2 separate regions of the Cyprinus carpio genome follow, and region 2 is linked to region 1. The links are chromatin contacts, called in public Hi-C maps. All regions are on one chromosome and are shown on one strand. The core of a region is the stretch at or near the end of the contact, and the rest is flanking DNA. Distances in the headings are between cores, read along the strand shown. Region 1 overlaps LOC109080220 (protein enabled homolog). Region 2 holds the start of LOC109080247 (signal recognition particle 9 kDa protein-like).

Evidence for each region. Hi-C and Micro-C count contacts between places; a contact is called where the count stands out from the background.
Region 2: a Hi-C map of skeletal muscle shows a contact between it and region 1, with 3 times the contacts expected there. The contact joins the promoter of LOC109080247 here to the enhancer-like site in region 1. A contact is called at or near these places in 5 of 8 Hi-C or Micro-C datasets (liver and skeletal muscle).

What each region holds. Positions count from the first base shown.
Region 1 is chrA20:19,632,963-19,639,958 of ASM1834038v1, reverse strand. It overlaps LOC109080220 (protein enabled homolog), which reads left to right. Exons shown (of 15, transcript XM_042778022.1): 5 at 6,924-6,996. Among protein-coding and RNA genes, the nearest start is that of lbr, 21 kb to the right of the region's middle. Within about 2 kb of position 3,683, at least 1 of the 8 cell types and tissues checked has an H3K27ac peak or open chromatin away from gene starts, as enhancers often do. A contact at or near this core is called in skeletal muscle, where this site is marked.
Region 2 is chrA20:19,704,508-19,711,503 of ASM1834038v1, reverse strand. LOC109080247 (signal recognition particle 9 kDa protein-like) reads right to left here and starts at 3,625. Exons shown (of 3, transcript XM_019095333.2): 1 at 3,464-3,625; 2 at 3,113-3,181; 3 at 2,545-3,030. The coding sequence starts at 3,625. The coding sequence ends at 2,911. It overlaps LOC109080243 (epoxide hydrolase 1-like), which reads right to left and starts at 2,079. Exons shown (of 9, transcript XM_042778026.1): 1 at 1,944-2,079; 2 at 1-190. The coding sequence starts at 179.

The DNA.
Region 1 (6,996 bases), core at 2,434-4,933:
CAGCGTGCCGACCCACAGCCATATTTAGCTATTGCAGTCAATGGAACTGAAAGCATGCTTGGTGTCTGATGTCATCTCATGATGCAAACTTGATACAATGCTGCTGAGAAGGAGAGCAGTAGAAAGGAATGAGAGGCAGGTTTCTCACAGTCAGTATATAAACAGCCATCAGGGCATCTGCATACTGTCAGAAGATGAATTAATCGTGCTGTCAGACAGGCCACAGGACTCTGGTGGCATGAATAAGATTTGTCAAAGGGTTTCAGAGGTCACTTAAAAATAAAGGTCACATGCTTGCATGGAAGGTGCTAAGACGAATTTGAGTTATTTTCAGAGTGCACCAACTGATTTTCTCTGAACAGTTACTTTGAAAAGACATTTTTCTTCATTCTTTATTCTTTAAAAAACTTTAATGCACTACATGACCATTTTTTTTAACACAAAGTTCTCTTTATCTTAATAGCATACAAGTTTGACCAGTGCAGACAACTTTAAAATGACACGATTATGAGGAAATTAGTGTTGCATAATATCCTAATACTTGTAGTAACAATTATATTGATGCAATGACTGAAAAGTGCAGTTTTGAACTTAAAATAGAGACTTCAATAGGATTTGTCACTCTGTTCTCTGTTTTCACATCTAAATTCTTTTAGTATGAGTCTGTGTCCATTTTTGTTTGTTTGTGCAAAAGAACAACTCTGTTTGAGGCTTAGAATGTTTCGGGATTTTATTATTTTTGTCTTTTAATTTTGTGGAGAGTTTTAGTGTGGAGACACACATGCTTTGAATTAGAGACTTGAGCATTTCTGTAAACCTCACGATGAAATGATGACACAAAGTTCTTGAACGACCTCAAGAATGATCTTGTGGGGCATTTATATGCCTTTGGGCCTAACTGCATGCCATTCCCTGTACTGAGACATGCTATATTTGTATTACCTTCATGCTGGGAAAAATAAATATTTGGCTATGTCTCCCATCACTAGGATATCAAGGATTACGGTTTCCAGGGGATTACTTGTATGAAAGTATAATTTTTAGCTTTCATTTATTTCTACAGGCCATTCCAGCTCCAGTAGAACCGCAGTGACATGTGGGTCGACTCTGTGAGCCAAAAATATGCTGTGTTAGTATTTGATTAAAAAGACATGGAAGTGGTATAATGGGAGGATAAAAATAGTCATTGGGACACTGATGCAGGTTTACTGCTCTGCCAGCTTTCAGCACATCTGTCAGGTGGAGACACAAAAGAACATTTCCCCCAACCATACCCAGCTAGCAGGGCGAGAAAAGAGCCACCACCTCATTAGCAGACTTATGGCATCATTTAAAGCTGATTGTCATAATCATAGCCACTTCTTCACACTTCAGCACAATAATGCACCCAGATGCATCGGCAGCCATGTCCGGATGTCTGTCATCTCTTCATGAATGACCCTTCAGCTAGAGAAAGCCCACTTCCTGCTTTCTGAGCTCTTTCGCGATGTGCTGCACTGCCCTCTCTTTTTAAAGATGTTCTTCCTTCTGTGTAAGGGGGAATCAGTGAGCTGGGCCCAAATCTGTTGAAATTTTGGAGGAAGTCTTGCAAAAGACACCATATGGCTTAGCTTGGACACAGCCGATGTTAACCAAATTGCCGGGCCTTTCCAGGAGAGAAGGGAATTGCACGTGCCAAAAAGACTTCAATATGGTGCTCATTCTGCTCACTTTCTCACAACGGTCTGTCATTTTTTTTAGTCAGTGTTGGCTTTTTTTCTGCATATAATTATTTTTCAGTTTTTCAAGCATTGCAGTAATTTGCCCTGTTTTGTTGTGATATTTTTGACTGCTCATGATTTTCTTCTATACCACTAATCTTCCATCAGCATTTTGGTGTCTTCAAGTTGGAAATGATATACACAACTTCACATACATTACTTCTTAATGAGTTAGAAGTAAATGAGTTTTAAATGAGTTGTTTTTTGACCAGTAAAATATTTTTTTAAATCCTAAAAAGTTGAATTTACTTAAATCTAACAAAGATATTAAAGTGTTTTCATAGATTGTAAGTGTATTTTATATTTATATATATATATATATATATATATATATATATATATATATCTATCTATCTATCTATCTATCTATATATCTATCTATATACATATATTACTTTATATTTAAAATAGGTGAAAAAATCTGCTAGTGCAGTAGAACAAAACACACTTGTAAAGATAGAATCTCTGAAGACAGGTAAGATAAGATTTTTTATTTATTTATTTAATTTTATTTATTTTATTTTTTTTCCAGTAAAATTAGACAAAATACTCCACAAATAGGATTCCTAATAGAGTATTTTATAGTAGGGTAATGTAACGACTTGACATGTACCAATGTAATTGTTTTTCTATGCAATAAATAATTTTATGTTTTGTTTTGAAAAAAAAAAGATTTTTCTGTATCTTATTTTCCTGTATTTTCTATTGTATTATGACCAATGTTTTAAAAATCCAATGAAGTCATACTGCCTTTAGAATCTGTTGTAGTAAGTTGTTGGAAGACATTCTGAATCAGGCTGTGAACCGCCTACACTCTCTTCGCTACTGTTTCCTTGGTAACTGATGTCAGGAACGGAGACGCCAATAAATGGATCTGCTGCATGTTTATCATCTTTTAAGCCCTTATTCCATGTTCGAGAACGGGGTGTTTGAGGGGGGGAAGTAAGGAAATTTTGCATTGCTTGTAGTTTTTCCATTGCCCTTAATTAACGTAGATTCCAAACTGATATTGTTTTTGATCAAATGTCTGCTATTTGATCATTGTTTTTCTAATTTTTATATACAGTTCTTGACTTGCCGACTCTGTGTCAGGTTTAACTTCTTGACAGAATATTGGATGACCCTTTGACAAGTGTCTCTGGTTCTGTTCCAAAATATGAGAACAATCCCTGTCATGCTTCACTGTCATTACAGTGGAACAAAACCATACTTTTAAGTGACCACGTGTTTTGTTGAAAAGGATTATTACATAATTGCACTGGAATGTTGAAGAACTAGAGTGCTTGTTTACCTGACATGGTCAGAAAGTTCCGATACATATGAAAATCAAAAAAGGCCTACTAAAGTAAGCTCTTAGTGTAGCAGCCCAGGATGCTGAACCCCTCAACCCCGTATTTTGGCCCCTTCCAGTCTCTTGCCTGAGAGAGCAGGGCCCGCTTCTAATTTTAAGTGTTTGTGCTGCTCGTTATTTCAGAATGTTGTGATCTCCTATGCCAGGGAATGTATATGTGTCCAATAGGATTACGCACAAATAAAGCTCTCAACCGAAATGGTGCGAACTGAACTTGCAAACAGGTCTGGGGTGTCGTTCTTATTTAAGAAACAAGGAGCGCACACATTTGATCCCATAAATCCTTTTTTCCTGTTGGTCAAATGCCAGTTTGGTTTAAAGTGATGTTTGTTCTAGGTTTATTTTCAGCAGCTTCCGAAAACAAGAAGCCCTTGATATTATTATGACCTCTCCACCCCTGTAGGATCACTGGGATTGCACGGCAATTGCATCATGAAAAGTTAACCTCGCCTAACCCATATGTGTCATGGAAATTAAATATAGGCCTCTCATATCACATATCCATTTGACCCTATCTCTGTAGGGTGCTTGCACTAAATCCCTATTCAGGGATGACTTATGGATGGCTCCGGTATGGCTGCCATGGTCTTTTGGGGTAGTATATGATCACAGATATAAACAAGGCTTCCTCTGCTCTTTAATTACATCTCTGAGAGCTTGGCTCAGGCTCAGCAGGGATTTTGGGGGAAGTGGGACACGCTCTCAGCAATCCATGCCTCAACAGCATTTCATAATGGAGTGGCTCAGAATACATCCTCTGGGAAGCCAGGTACAAGAACAACTGTGAAACAAGGCTACTAAATTAAGCAGATATAGAGAACTCGGGCAGTAGACCAAGCATATGGAAGCTCCTTTCAGAAGATTTTCATAGTAGCCCTTGTGGATTCACTGATAGCTCTGTATAGTTTTATTCCCCCTCGACTAAACCCAGTTGCATTTGTTCTATCCATTTCAGATGTTCAAGAATCGACCCTTGTTAAGACACCTTACTTAGTTTCATATTAAATATAAAAAATAATAATTTGTGGTGCTAATTTGTAATGAATTTGCCAGCAATATAAATGCTGCATCTGTTGTGTCCGCCATATTTTCTTGCTAACATGCCCCCAACTCAAAAACAGGGTAAAGTACATTGTGTCACTATTTTAAGTGCCTAGACAGTGTTTTACTATATTTCTGGATATATTCGGTAAACTTCAGTAGAAAAGAGCCTGATAATAAGGCAGATGACAACAGTTGCTAGAGTAGGAGTGGTTTGTAATGTTTTTAAGGCAAGTGATGATGCAAATATTGTTCAGTATTTAATCAAATGTACATATGCAAATGCAGAATTTTATTAAATGAAAAATAAAATATTTGATACTGATCTTGTTTTGTATTTGTTTTGGATGGGTTTATAAATGTGAATGACCCAGTAGTTTAGAGAGTGTGTTGCAGTTACTTGATAATGATATTTTTTTGTTTGTATTATATTTGAATGACAGAACTGATGAGAGAGCAGGAGTGACTATCGATTCAGGTGTGACTGCATTCGTTGGAGCCTTAGGCATAAACTTGCTCTTCTAAATGGGTCTTGGATTGAGGTGTGGTTTTCCCATCTTGTTTTCTTCTTTGGAAACATGTGGAGGCATGATGTCACTGCACCTATGCTGGTATTTGTCATGGTGATGATGACACTCATGCTGAGTGGAAGGTGTGTCTGGCAAGTTCCCAGGAAATGACATCAGGTATGCCCATTGATACAAAAAGACATGTGGGAGAGCAGGATCATCTGTTTTAATGCAAACTTTGATGACAAGACCTTGATGATGTGTTGTTTATCATCTATCCAGTTTCCCATGACAGCTTTCTGATTTCACAAACTATTTTTAAAATTGTCTCATCATTCACTCCACAGCTTTTCCTCTTGCCATTAGAAATGCCCCTATACTGTTATAGCATGTTTGAAACAACTTGATTGTTAGTAATGACAGAATTAATTTTTGGTTAATGTTTCTTTGAAGTAAAATGATGAAAAACATGTTAAAGGGTTACTCCACCCCAAAATGAAAATTTTGTCATTAATCACTTACCCCCATGTTGTTCCAAACCTGTAAAGGCTTCGTTCATCTTCGGAACACAATTTAAGATATTTTGGATGAAAACCGGGAGGCTTGTGACTGTCCCATAGAATGCCAAATAAGTTACACTGTCAAGGTCCAGAAAAGTATGAAAGACATCGTCAGAAAAGTCCATCTGCCATCAGTTGTTCAGCCGTTACATTATGAAGTGATGAGAATACTCCATATCACCGTATGCTGCGTATGCTCTTCTGTATCAGCCACGCCACAAGGATGCGCTGTTTCTACATGTATTTAGCCTTGATTTGAAAGAAAACAGCGCCTTGTGGCGTGGCTGATACAGAAGAGCATACGCAGCATACAGTGATGTGGAGAGACAAGGATGAGATGTTTTTGAATAAGGAATTGTTGAATAAAGTCATTATTTTTGTTTTCTTTGCTTACAAAAAGTGTTCCTGTTGCTTCATAACGTTACGGTTGAACCACTGATGGCAGATGGAGTTTTCTGATGAAGTCTTTCATACTTTTCTGGACCTTGACAGTGTAATTTACTTGGCAGTCTATTGGACAGTCACAGCCCTCCCGGTTTTCATCCAAAATATTTTAAATTGTGTTCCGAAGACAAACAAAGCTTTTAAGGGTTTGGAACAACGTGGGGGTAAGTGATAAATGACAAAATTTTCATTTTGGGGTGGAGTATCCCTTTAAGGACAGTCTGGAAGAAGAACCTTACATGATGGCTCTTCATATTGTTAGGCTCTTTTGCTTTCATTCATGAATGCTCTCCAATTTGTCCAACCCCTCGTCTTCGAGTTAGGTCCATCTGTCCTTCTTCAGCGCCAGAGCTGCAAACAGCCCGTTTTTCTTCATTTACTGTCCCCGATGTCCACAGTCCAAATGTCTCTGGCTCTCTAATGTAATTACACACTGAAATTCTGGGCATGAGGATGTGCTGGATGCTGATTAAGCACAAGAGGACAGACAAGCAAATCTTTCATAAACCCTTACTTAGCAGAACATCTGCAGGCGAGCTGGTCTGGATGCTGAAGTTGGCACTTCTTACACCTCTTGTTACCCATTTGAGTGTGCTGCCCTCTAGTGTAGGATATGATGTACTGCGCTGCTTGTATTCCAGTGTCTGTCTCAGCATCTGTCTCAGTATCTGGAAGAAAGCAATTCATTTTTATTTGTCATCTATAAAAGCCTTTCTTATTGAATATGTCCCAAAGGCCCTTTAAGGCCATCTTGTTAATTCCCCCAACAGCCCGTTTATTTCAATAGGCAGAGACTAAAAAATTTGGGGACTGTAAGATTTTTTTTTTTAAATGTTCTTGAAATAAGTCTCTTATGCTCACCAAGACTGCATTACAGTAAAACAGTACTATTGTGAAGTAATTACAATTTAAACTAAATGTTTTTAATATATTTTAAAATGTATTTCATTCCTGTGGTGACAAAGCTGAATTGTCAGCAGCCATTACTCCAGTCTTCAGTGTCACATCATCCTTCAGAAATCAGTCTAATATGCTGATTTATTGCTAAATGTTGTGTTAAATGTTAAAATAATAATAATATTTATTATTATTATTATTGATCTAGACTTTTAAATTGTATTGTACATTGTACCAAAACCAAATCAGAATCTGATACTGGGGTGGTGTGGCAAACTTGTTAAAGGTCTTACCTGGAAATTGAAAAGTTGTAGGTTCACTGTGCACTCACGCATTACCTTCTACTCTCATATGTCCTCAGGCAGCTGCAAGAGCTCCAGCGTCAGAAGGAGCAAGAGAGGGAACGACTGGAGCGAGAGCGGCTAGAGCGGGAA
Region 2 (6,996 bases), core at 2,376-4,875, 72 kb before region 1:
TCTTCTGAAGTTGTTTCAACTCTGAAAGGGCGGATACTGTCGTCCTCGGGTCCTTGGGGACAAGCTCCCACACCCCACCACCCATCATGTGCTTTAAGGACACTCTTTCTTCTTTTCTTCAGGAATACCAGGGCTACCACAACTCCGAGCCCCAATGCCACTGCCAACTCGATGTACATGGTTTAAGGTCCTAGAATGAAGCAAATAACATGTTTATCTCCTTGGAGTAAGCTGGAGTGTCTTGCGCAAGGTAGAAATGATGATAGTTAGCTCATGGATCACCCCTTGAAGAGTCTGAACCTTTTATACGAGCACTACCCTTACAAAAAAGAAGTTTATTCAAGTGTGCTATTAGTATACTTCTTTTAAACAAAAAATAGGAAAGTATGCTTTTAGTTTACTTTTTATGTACTTCTCAGAAATGGGCTTTATGTACTTCTCAGAAATATACTTAAAATGACATTTAAGTATACTTGACTTATACTTACAAAAAGTCTAAATATACTTGAACTATACTTAAGTATACTTAATAAAATAAACTTGAAGTATACTACTTTTTGGTAAGGGTAAGCAACATGCTTTTATTGCATGCATGCAGGAAAATGGAGCAAAGGTTTATTGCTGCACAGCATTCCCAGCACTGGGATTAGGATGGACAAAGCTCTGTGGTTACAACATCTGGGGAACAATTCATGACAAAGCACTTCTCTGTCTAACTCCCAACGCACACTAAACACCCTGTAAACAGGAATGTCAGAATGTGGGCTGTTCTTTTAATTATGTATTATTCACATAAATATCATAAATTCACCTGACATATTACTTTTTCTACACAAACAATTTTTTTTTTAAATATCTGAATAATTATTTTAATCTGAGGCTAAATAATTTTAGTGGAATTCTAGTAAGAGACTAATAAGCAACTCTTTTTTTAGTCTTTTTCTTGAAAGAAAAAAAATATGAACCATCAAGTAGCTAAAATAACATGCACAGTAGTGACTTCTTAATTGCATTTACCTTAATAAACTTATTATTGAACGAGGAAGTGCAAGCATAACCAGTGATTTGATAATCATAATTACACATGTACAGAACGTGCTATAGCAACACGTTAACCGATTGATATGCTGTTGCTTTGGATTAATATTAATGAAAAACTAGCTTAATTCTGCAAAAACGTCATGATTAAAAACACCAGACATGAAGCACACTCACCTCAATAAGTAGCAAAGTAAGTAGACGTCACTCCCACGGATCGTTGGCTAAACGTATGATGCATATCATAGACATCATATGATCATATGAAAAGTGGAAACACTTCAGGAGTGTCGAAGTCGTCATCGGATTGGTTGAATTCTACAGGATTTCCGAGAGACGTGTGTTTCGCGTTTTTATAGTCTACGTTTCTTTAACGTTCTGTCCGGAAACAAAGATACCGTTGTGCCAAACCCCCTCAAGAAAGAAGAAAGCCGTAGTATTTACAGGTGTGACGACGAACGCTTATCAAGATCAACTAAACACTGGAGTTTCAAATGTATGTGAAATATTTAAAGTTCGCGGCACAGGATCTTTCAATTACTTCGAGAGTTTTACACCACCTGTCTGTGATTGCAAGAGTCTGTTTTTTTTTTTCACAATGTTGTGATTGTAATTAGGTAATAACCTTTTGCAATAAGTCGTTCTAGAAATCAAAATATTTAAAATGTAACCAAAAGAAAACGTTTTACAAATATAATTGAACCATGGTAATTTGTGATATTATTTTGGCTTCGTGTATGGAAGAAACAGATGTGAAGCACGAGACGTTTTGCCTGTTACAGTTGACTAGAGCAGCGCACGCTGGGTTTTCTGAGGTAATAATACACTTATGTTTCACTACAATTTATATCCGTTAGTTTGTTAAACTAACATATTGGTGTCATGATAACATTTGTGTAGGTTACCTTAAAGAACGATGACAGCGCTGAAAAAAATCTCCCTGCTCAGCATGGCCTACTCACAAAATACGATATCCATGGTTGTAGCTTATAGAGAGAGATTTATTCTGCATCCATGTCTTAACATTTACCACAGTGGCTGTACATCCTCACACGATTTTTGTCCGCCTGAGGAACCCAAGTTGCTATTTTAAACATGACCGTTTAAGGGGGTAAACTACTGGTAGGTCATCCTAAGCAGGTAGGCCAGATTTCCTGTAAACAATAAATTGCATCTATCAACCAAAACAGAAGTTTCAGTAAAATTAGATATAAAACCGAAAATTTAAATAGTTCAAAAACTACGTTACAATTTTGAGAACTTGGAGTAGTTGTAGTTGTTATAAAACTGACACCCTTCACAGCTGTTCTCTTATCTTAAGAAAAAACAGTTTTTTGGACAGAAGCATATTGCCAAATATTGAAATAAACAACAACTGCTTTTTAAATGATTTTAAAACACTCATTATTTGTAGACAGTAATGCTTGTAGAGTAAAATAAAATAATAATAATAAAACAAAAAAAAAAATTTGGGTGTGTGTGTTGTTCATGCATGGATATACAAACTTCAGGACTGGGATTTTATTGTAATCTAAGAAATGAAGAAGGTCCTGCTTCAAACTGTTTTCTTAAATGTTGTCGCAGTTAAAACGTACTTTCTCCAAACATAAAATAATAGGCAGACCAAATGAAAACAGCTGTATGATCATTATGACATTGTCCGATCTCCAAACAGGAACACAGAAATCAGCCTCTTGTAGGATGTTCTCGCTGCTTGCTCTCCAAACGAGCATAATCTTAAACATTCTCAGTAAACAGTCACTATACATCAACCAAACTTGATCTCCATCCTCCTGCAGGTCCATCTCTTTTCACTGCCAGTAGTACTGAGCAACAAACAACTGTCCAATCCCAACAGGTCCTTTGATTCATTCAGTCTGTTTCCATGGCTCCACTGTGGGACTCTTTGGAGACCATTAATCTCATCAGCTTCCCATGCAGTTTCTCGATCTTCTTTACATCTTGGGCCTGGTCAGTTTTGTACTGTAAACACTAAAAGAAAACATAGTCAAAACAACGTGACCTACACAAGACCACAGACAAAACCGTATATTTGCAGGAGCTCAAAACTTACCACAGCATCATCTGTGACTTTCAGACATAGATTTCCATCACAGTGTCGATATTTCAGAACCACTCTTACCTGAAAAAATAACATTAACAAAACAGTTACGTACATTCAAGTACAGTACACGTTCAGTTAAGTACATTTCAGGGCTTATACAGCAGCCTTTCTCTGCCCGACAGTTGCATTTAGACGCAATATATACATGACATCATATATTTTACGCACAGACGACATATCAAATTTACTCTAAAACACATTTCCAAAAATTTGAATAAGTTGCTTTTGACTGTAAAATATGTGAACATGAGCTGTGCCTGTAGCCAGCAGCCTCAGACTAAGAGGTTGTTTATCAGTTACCTTCATCGGATCCGTCAAATAAAGCTTTTCTGCCGCTCGCGCAAACTCTTCCCACGTCTGATAATAAGGCATGATGTCATAAACCGTAAATAAAGGGTATCTTATTAAATATTTTAACGGCGTAGCAAAATACAGCTGTTTGAAGCAAAACCCAGGTGGCATAAAATATGGCCACCTTCAGTCGTAGAAAAATGCACTCTGATTGGTCGGCAGCTGAACTGGCAAATAGAAAACATGCACACTGATGCGTACACACTACGTAGTCTACGTGTCGGATTTGAGGCTCGTGATTGGTTCATAGGAATAGAATGCGCGTGTGGAACTGTGGAATGACCAGCGTTAAATGGGTAGAAAAACGGGCGGAGCTTGTCACGTGGTACTTGTTTCATTTCGCGGCGCTGGGTGGATCAATCATAGTATTTGTGATGACTGTATTTAAAATCATTTTTATAGTAATTGCTAAATCGGAGTTCAGTAGTTATGTTAGTTACATGTCCCTTAGAATAACAGATAAACTATTACACGTGCTATTCATGCGCCCTCTGCCTAGAGGAATATATAAGAACTGTCATACATTTTATAATATTTATCTTTAAAACTGAGCGTAGTTGTTTTGCACAACATTATGTTTTCTTTTTTAGAATTTATTTGAAACGACACGTGAGTTCAAAGAGATGTACATTGTACTTAGAATGCATAAATTCTAAATAGCAATGACATACAGTTGTGGGACGGATAAAACTATACACGGGTCCTGAGACTAAAGCACGAGAATGTTTTGTTCAAATATGCATGTGTACTAAACTGTATAAGAAAGTACCGGTAGATGGCAGTGTAGGCTTTTTTTTAAAGGTGCAATTTACACAAATTTTGAAATTGTATTCAAAATAATATCCCTTTCATTTTGCATTCAGTCATATACCCAAGCCACATATACAGTAGGTAAAGAAAAGAACCAGGCACCTTTAAAATAGTCAAATTTTTTTGCTTTGCAGTCTGAAATGAAGACAGACATGGTTTTTGTTTTATTCAGCTGTATTTACTCAGTGGAACTTATATCATCCAAGTGAAAGATATAACACCAACATGTTAGGAAAAAAAAGAGTTGGAAAGAGGATCACCCGCTTGTGTCAGTATTTTGTTGAACCACCTTTTGCTTTAAATACAGCTTTTAGTCTGTTGGGAAATGTCTCTAACTCTGCACATCTAGACTTTGCAATATTTGCCCACTCTTCTTTGCAGAACTGCTCAAGTTCAGTTAAATTTGATGGTGACCGTTTGTGGACCGCCGTCTTTAAGTCATTCCACAGATTTTCAGTGGGGTTTAAGTCTGGGCTCCGACTAGGCCATGCAAGGACATTCAACTTTTTCTCCTTCATCCACTGTGTCGTCAGTTTTGCTGTGTGCTTTGGGCCAATGTCATGTTGGAAAGGAAACCTTCTTCAAATTGACAACTTTCTGGCAGAGGGCAGCAGATTTTCCTCAAGAATTTGATGGTATTTTGCCCCATTCATTTTTCCATTTTATCCTGATAAGTGCTCCAGTCACTGCTGCAGAAAAACATCCCATAACAGGATATTACCACCTCCATGCTTTACTGGAATGGTGTTATTTGGATGCTGAGCTGTATTGGATTTCTGTCAGACATATCATTTGTGTTGAGGCCAAATAATTAAATTTTAGTCTCATCTGCCTCAGAATCTTCAAGGTGTGTTTTGACAAAGCTCAGTCATGACTGCATGTGGTCTTTCTTGAGGAGTGGATTTTTTCTTGCAACCTTCACAGACAAGCCACATTTGTGGAGAATTTATGATATTGTTGTCACATGCACACCACTCTTTGTCATAAATTCCTGCAACTCTTGGTATTCTCTCTGACCAGTTTCCTCCTGGCTCTTTCATCTAGTTTGGAGCGACGTCCTGATCCAGGGAGGATCTGTGTTGTACCAAATACCTTCCACTTCTTAATAACAGACTTCTCTGTGCTTCTAGGCATTGATAAAACCTTTGATTTTTTTTTTAGAAATCCATCTCCTGGCTTGTGCCTGTCCACAACTTTATTCCGGAGATCTTGCCACCCATAGTTGATCGTTTGCTTCAGTTGCACCACCAAGGAATGAAATGCTCCAGGAAAGCTCTTTTCATGCTCTTTTTCAGCTAATCAAAATGACCACTGATGATCACAGTTGAAAGTCAAATTTCTTTCTGTGCCATTGAGACAGAGATTAGCTACAACTGATTGAGTTTACAAATCATTTTTTAGGAGGGAGATGATCCCTTTTCTAACTCAGTGATTCTGTTTATTTTTTTTCTTCTGACATGTTGGTGTTATATGTTTCACTTGGATGTTATTATGAGTAAATAGAGTTGGAAAATGGTGTCCATCTTCATTTCAGGCTGCAAAGCCTTCAAAATGTGATTATTTTAAAGGGGGTGATTATTTTCTATACCCACTGTATATAAATACATACAGTTCGTATTTATCCATATACAGGTGCATCTCAATAAATTAGAATGTTGTGGAAAAGTTCATTTAATTCAGTAATTCAACTCAAATTGTGAAACTGCACACAGACTGAAGTAGTTTAAGTCTTTGGTTCTTTTAATTGTGATGATTTTGGCTCACATTTAACAAAAACCAACCAATCTCAACAAATTAGAATACTTCATAAGACCAATAAAAAAAAAAACATTTTTAGTGAATTGTTGGCTTTCTGGAAAGTATGTTCATTTATTGTACATGTACTCAATACTTGGTAGGGGCTCCTTTTGCTTTAATTACTTTCTCATTTCGGCGTGGCATGGAGGTGATCCGTTTGTGGCACTGCTGAGGTGGTATGGAAGCCCAGGTTTCTTTGACAGTGGCCTTCAGCTCATCTGAATTTTTTTGGTCTCTTGTTTCTCATTTTCCTCTTGACAATACCCCATAGATTCACTATGGGGTTCAAGTCTGGTGAGTTTGTTGGCCAGTCAAGCACACTAACACCATGGTCTTTAACCAACTTTTGGTGCCTTTGGCAGTGTGGACAGGTGCCAAATCCTGTTGGAAAATGAAGTCAGCATCTTCAAAAAGCTGGTCAGCAGAAGGAAGCATGAAGTGCTCCAAAATTTCTTGGTAAACGGGTACAGTGACTTTGGTTTTCAGAAAACACAATGGACCAACACCAGCAGATGACATTGCACCCCAGATCACCACAGACTGTGGAAACTTAACACTGGACTTCAAGCAACTTGGGCTATGAGCGTCTCCACCCTTCCTCCAGACTCTAGGACCTTGGTTTCCAAATGAAATACAAAACTTGCTGTCATCTGAAAAGAGGACTTTGGACCACTGGGCAACAGTCCAGTTCTTCTTCTCCTTAGCCCAGGTACGACGCCTCTGATGTTGTCTGTGGTTCAGGAGTGGCTTAACAAGAGAAATACGACAACTGTAGCCAAATTCCTTGACACGTCTGTGTGTGGTGGTTCTTGATGCCTTGACCCAAGCCTCAGTCCATTCCTTGTGAAGTTCACTCAAATTCTTGAATCGATTTT